Linked DNA regions of Triticum aestivum: region 1 is linked to region 2. The links are chromatin contacts, called in public Hi-C maps. All regions are on one chromosome and are shown on one strand. The core of a region is the stretch at or near the end of the contact, and the rest is flanking DNA. Distances in the headings are between cores, read along the strand shown.

Region 1 (3,326 bases), core at 449-2,948, 620 kb before region 2:
CTGGAGGTTTTCAGCCGGTTCTTTTTCGGTTTTGGCAACGTTCTAGAATGTTTCGAAACCCTTCTGTTTAATGTTTTTTCATTTTATTTTTTATCTTTGCTGTTTCACTTTTCTTTTCATTTCGTTTTTATTGCATTTCACTTTTTTATTTTCACCTTTTTATTATTTTTCTCAAAAATGTTTCTGTTTTCGAATTTGGTTGGAATTTCTAAAATGTTTAGAACTATGAAATTGTTTGATTCCATTAAAGAAAATTTCGAAAATTCAAAAAGTATCAAATTAAAAAAATTCCAAAAATGTTCGCATTTTAAATTTTTGTTCACAAATTCAATAAATGTTCATGACTTTCAAAATATTCCTGTTTTCAATACTTGTGCACAAATTCAAAATATGTTTATGTTTCCAAACTTTGTTCGCAAATTCGAAAAATGATCGGGAATTTGATAAAATGTTCACGGTTTGGAAAAAATGTTCATAATTTCAAAAAATGTTCGTGATATTGAAAAAATATTCATGTTTGTGTATTTATTCAGTAATTCAAAAGTTGTTCATGTTTTCATAATTTGTTCATAAATTTTTAAATGTTCGGAGAATTTCATAAAATGTTCATGTTTTGAAAAATGATCTAATTTCAAACAAAATCGCAATTTTCGAAAAATGGGTCAGTTTTTAAAATTTCTTCACAAATTCAATAGATTTTGATGTTAACAAAAGTTTATGATGTCAAATGTTCATTTGCTTTCTTATACAAAAAATGGTCCCACTTTCAAACTTTGTTCGGGAATTTCAAAAAATGTTCCCACTTTCAAATTTTGATCACAAATTTAAAAAACGTTCATGTTCCTGAACAATTTTTTAAAATGTTCCCACTTTCAAATTTTGTTCACAAAGAAACATGAATATATTTTTGCAAATTCAAAAAATTTCATGAATTTAAAACATTCTCCTGCTTTCCAAATTTGTTCACAAATTCCAAAGATGTTCATGTTGTCAAATTTTGTCCACATATTCAAAAAATGTTCATGTTTTGGAAAATTTGTTCACAATTTTGAGAGCTCGAGTTTCTATTTTTTTTCTCATAATTTTGAAAATTTTCGCGTTTCTAAAAATATTTACCTTTTAAAAAAAATCACGTTCAAAATTTTAATTTTTTTAAATATGTTGCTGTTTATAGTTCATATTGAACAGGCTGCCATATAAGGTGTAGATTCCCAGGAGTTACAGTGGCTACCTACCTGCTTCACAAGCCGGAGGTCCTCCCTTCGATCCCTCACCGGGACTTTTAGTTTTTTGGAATTTTCGCGAATGTTTCAAGTTTTTCCCGCTAGAGTTGGTTTCTTTAGGTGTTGCGCTACACATCTATTACAAGAGCTAGCCTATTGCACTGGCTAGCACAGCGCAAGCATGGGTATGTAGACATGGGTTCGAGTCCGCCTACCGCAGAGCTTGTCTATTTCCTTTTTTTCACATTTTTTCACCTCGCGACCCCCAAATGGGCCGGCCCAGGTGAGCTGCCCCTGTGCGAAACGTCAACACTCTGACGCAAAGAGCGTCACACAGGAGCTCTCATCGATCTGGTTGCCACGAACGTGAGAGTACTCGTCGATGGATCCCCTTTTAGCGAGCTACAACACGGGCCCTTGACCGAAGCACAACTGGGCTGGAATGGACTGGCCGATGGCCCAGTTTATCAGAGAGCTCCGTTTCGGCCTCTGGAGTAGCAGCCTATAGGACAATTAGGCCAGTTTCGTGGAGTGATGGTTGTACACATGAGATGGACGGTCAAAAATGCTCATATCACAAAAACGGACGGCTATAAACGCAAATCGCTAAGAGGGCTCGCTTTAAGCTCGATTATACTGTCCTCATCGCATTTTTGCACCATGCGACCCCAAAATGAGTCGGCCCATGTGAGCTGGCCCTGTGCAAAACATCAACGACGCAAAGAGCATCACACAGGAGCTCCCATCGATCTGGTTGTCGCGAACGTGAGAGTGCTCGTCGATGGACCCTAGCGAGTCGCGGCACGGGTCCTTGACCGAAGCACAACTGGGCTGGAATGGGCTGGCCGATGGCCCAGTTTATTAGAGAGCTCAATTTCGGCCTCTGGCGTAGCAGCCCATAGGACAACTAGCCCAGTTATGGGAGTGATGGTTGTACACATTAGATCAGACGATAAAAATGCTCATATCACGAAAATGGACGGTTATAAACGCAAATCGCTGAGAGGGCTCGCTTATACTGTCCTTAAAGGTAGAGAGCGACTCCTGATCTAATTTCTTGCTAGCAATGCCTATAGTGGTATATAGCAGGAAACATTGTGCTTTGCAAATAGCGCGTGTGATAGAGAGTGTGCGCGCCCATGGGCTGGCTTTATTGTTAGGTTCACCAAAATAATAGGGGAAATGAGTGCACCTGCATCTCCAAAGGAAACTCCAATGCAGTTCACCAAATCGGCTGCAAATGCCTTGATCGGACGGTCCACACACTTTTACCTAAACCCGGGCATTCTCTTGGTCACGTTTGGTTCGAGCCTCGCTTTATAAAGCCCGACCTCAAAATCTCAACCATGAGCCTGGTCCGAAACACATGGACAATGCCCTTTTTGATTAAAATAATGATTTCAGGATATTTAAAAACAATTATACCTATATTTCTAATAAAACAATGATTTATGCTCTATTCGGCTTATTTTGGGCTTTTGGGCAAGGCTTCGGGCGAAAAAGCTAAGCTCGAGCCCAGCCTAGATGTTGAGCTTTCAGGCCGGGCTGTCGATGCCCATGTCTACTTTTACCCATCCAAGTGTGGTCAACTAGAATGTTCGGACTAGTCCGGGAGTCCGAAATCTCGCAAACCAACACCATACTCAAAGATTTGCACGAGTTCCCACGTCGTACTCTAACGCTCTGAACCCTCACAAAACCCCTCTCTTGTCACGTCCACTCGCTCTTCATGCCGCATTCATGCTGGTCAGAGCACATGTGACGTAAAGACAACCTACACAAACATTCATGTCAGCAGACCGGTCATCCGCCTACCCGGCTGTTGGGTGCACGTTGCATGGGAAACAAAAAAGAATTCTACGCTCACCAAGATCAGTCTAGGAGATGAACATCTACGAGAGGATAGGTTGCATCTACATATCCTTGTAGATCGCTAAGCAAAAGCGTTAAGAAACGCGGTTGATGCAGTCGAACGTCTTCGTGATCCAATCACGATCCGTCCCGCGAACTCCCAATCCAAGTGCCGAACGGACGACACCTCCGCGTTCGACACATGTATGGCTTGGTGACGCCTTCACCTCCTTGATCTAGCGAGCGATGGTG
Region 2 (3,108 bases), core at 55-2,554:
AATTCTACCAGCACATTCAAGAAATACCTTGTTAAGATACTATCTCCCATCACATCGCACAGTTGAAAAATGAACTCATCGGCTTCATCTTTAGTTCCCCTTTCATATGTTGCCTACATGTTACAAAGATACGGATATTAAACAACAGAACATAAAGGAAAAAAACCTAACAAGACATATGGCATTCCCTAGCATTGGAAGGAAAACTTTGTGTTGAATACAAATAAAATATATGAAGTTCATTACTAAAGGATGAATTAGCAGAGCAACTGAAGAACAATAAAACTGTTATCAGAAGTTTTTTCTTTCTGAAAACTTAAGGTTTATGCGATTAAAGTAGTGTGCACATGTATCCAACCAAGCTAATCATGCAATAAAAAGTACCAATAGCAATCAGTTTCAATAAAACACCACCAACAACGACAAGATAGCAACTTAAAATCAGTCAAAAATCTAGTAGAACATCCAGTATTATACTATATAATATAGAAAGTAGAAATACATTTCTCCCTTTTCTTTTAACTTGTATTGCATTGCAAATGCAGCACTAATACCACCAAATTTGTCCAGTTAACCAGGAATCCCAAAAGGGAACGAGCTAACTGAATCAAGCGGTAGGACAAGGGTACTAACTTTGGTGATAATCAAACCCTCGAAGGTGACTCCATCTTCCACGCTGCTCTCCTTCGCCACCAACTGGAATAGCCTATCGCCGAGCGCCCCACGTACCCCGAAATAATCCTGCGTAAGATGGATCACTTCCCATCAGAAAACGGATTCCGGATCCACCCGAATCCAATCCCCGTTGCAAACTTTTGCGCCTGCGAGCTCACAAGGAAAACGGGGCGGGATATGGCGCGCCCCTGGGTCCCCGACTGCGCGGCGAGCGAGGAGAAGTGCGCGCGCAGTTCGTCCAGCGCCTGCTTCGAGAAGGCCCTACGGAAAGTGGAGACGGAGCGATGAGATCACCGCATGATGCTCGCGAATTGCTGCTGGGGTGAAGCAGCAGCTGCCGTGGCGGTCCCAGCGCTTCGAAGCTGTGGTACCTGGAGGCCATGACGAAGCTGGCAGAGGAGGCGGACAAGGGAGAGGCCTGTGAGTTACCCATCGTCGCCGCCGGTGGGGCCGGTGCACGGTGCGGTGGCGCCGGGAAAGTCGGTGGCGAGCAGCGAACACCACAACCAGCTGCCAATTTTCCTTTTCCTTTGGAACGACAACTGCACGACCCATCGCGCCACCAAGGGACGCTTTGTGTGCATTTTTTTTTTGGGGAATTTGAGGATTTGCCACACCTTATTTTGCAGTTTGAGGATTTGCCCCTATTTTGGCTGTAACCCAGGATTTGCCACATCTTTGCTGAAAGATTGAGGATTTGCCCCTAATGTACTGTTTGGATCATTTGGCACATTATAGTACAAATTTTGTGACCAAAATACCCCCAACCCAATCTGTTTTAGTTATCCTCAATCGAGCATGAGCTCGCTGTTCCCGTACTCTGTTCGTCCTGGCGGCTGGCCACCACGCAACGTCGTCGGTGTGCAGCTACACCTGCGTTGGGAGTCTCCCTGCCTACCCCCCCCCCCCCCCCGAGCTTGGTGATCACGCATTGTGTTGTGCCTTCCCAGAGCTCTTGCACGGGTCCATGCTCTTTCCTTCCCAACCTGACTAGAAATGGGGCTATTAATCAAAGATTGATGGACTGAAACATCGGGTGGTGGAAGAAAGAAAGTGACAGTTCAGAGAACAAGAAAATATAGCTGATGTTTTAGTGTGCATTTGTTCTAACTTGTGAACTAGTAAGGGCTAATGTGCCTTCTGATGTCACTAAAAAATGTAAATGTAATTTGTGATGTTGTGAACTATGAAGTGTGAATGTACTTTGTGATTACAATAAAAGGTGATGAAACTTTCCTAGAAGAATACTCACTGTAATATTCTTCAGTATGTCTTCAGTCTGTACGTTCACTATGAAGTGTGAATGTAATCTCCGATTTTTTTTAGATTTTCTCCGTACGTTCAGGAGCAGGAGGTGGTCGAAGGAACGTAGGGTAGTAGCCGATCTTACCAGGTCGCCGCCATCGGGGTGATCGAGGTCGCCGTCGTCGTAGCCGCCGCAGATCGCCGCCGCCACCGCAGGTACAGGTAGGATGAGATGAGAGAGTTATCGGGGCAACGTTTGGACTGGGTTCCTCTCACGTAGGTAAACACAAGGGCATTTTGGTCATGTTGTTGTGGGCCAGTCGTGTTAGGGGCAAATTCTCAATCTTTCAGCAAAGATGTGGCAAATTCTGGGTTACAGACAAAACAGGGGCAAATCCTCAAACTGCAAAATAAGGTGTGGCAAATCCTCAAATTCCCCTTTCTTTTTCTTCCTAAATACTATAAACTTTAAAGGTTAATAACTAATTCATCGATGGCCTGTTTGGTTACTTGCAACGATCTCAATCAGTCCAGCTGGACGCGATTTTCAGAGGTTTAGCTTTGGAGGCACGTGTTAGCGACCCAGCTGCACCTGGGCCAGCACAAGCCATGCTACCGAGCAGGCCCGAAAGAGAGAGAGGAGACCTTGCCACAAGTTTACTGGACCCCAATGGATCTCCTACATGTTCGGCCCAGAAGACCCAGAGATAGTGGGATATAAGGCAGGTAGCAGGTAGAGGGCGATCCATCCCGGCTAGGATCAGAACAGGCGGCGGTGCCGTGTGTTTTCCCCTTTCTTCTTCGCTAGTTCATCTTCCTCATCAGGTTGAATCCCTGCTTGTATCCCCACCCCTGTAACCATACCACTGTAATCGAGAGACCACCAGCGAGTACCTAACACGTGGTATCAGTCGCCATCCCGCCCCTCTTCCCCGCGCTGGAGACGCGCAAGCAAGGCGTCGATCGCCAACGACTCCTCGCCACCATGGATCCGACGCTCAAGGCCTATCTGGACAAGTTGCAGGAGAACATGACACAAGGCCAACGACGACATCCGCACCGATATCAAGCAGATCGCGGGGCGGATCGGCCACCAATCCGCCCAGGTGGATGAACTCACCGCTTGGAAACCCGATCTGGAGGCGTGCCTCGCCGAGCTCCAGGCGTCGGTCGGTGCGCTGCAGGGCG

What was found. Hi-C and Micro-C count contacts between places; a contact is called where the count stands out from the background.
Region 1: a contact with region 2 is called in a Hi-C map of leaf, with 4 times the contacts expected there. The contact joins the enhancer-like site here to the promoter of LOC123111132 in region 2. A contact is called at or near these places in 2 of 5 Hi-C or Micro-C datasets (both in leaf).

Annotation. Positions count from the first base shown.
Region 1 is chr5B:232,573,818-232,577,143 of IWGSC CS RefSeq v2.1, reverse strand. No RefSeq gene overlaps it. Among protein-coding and RNA genes, the nearest start is that of LOC123115919, 190 kb to the left of the region's middle. Within about 2 kb of position 1,698, at least 2 of the 8 cell types and tissues checked have an H3K27ac peak or open chromatin away from gene starts, as enhancers often do. A contact at or near this core is called in leaf, where this site is marked.
Region 2 is chr5B:231,953,038-231,956,145 of IWGSC CS RefSeq v2.1, reverse strand. LOC123111132 (MTOR-associated protein MEAK7) reads right to left here and starts at 1,304. Exons shown (of 8, transcript XM_044531822.1): 1 at 1,047-1,304; 2 at 834-936; 3 at 634-741; 4 at 28-113. The coding sequence starts at 1,108. It overlaps LOC123111131 (a long non-coding RNA gene), which reads left to right and starts at 2,686. Exons shown (of 2, transcript XR_006454142.1): 1 at 2,686-3,108.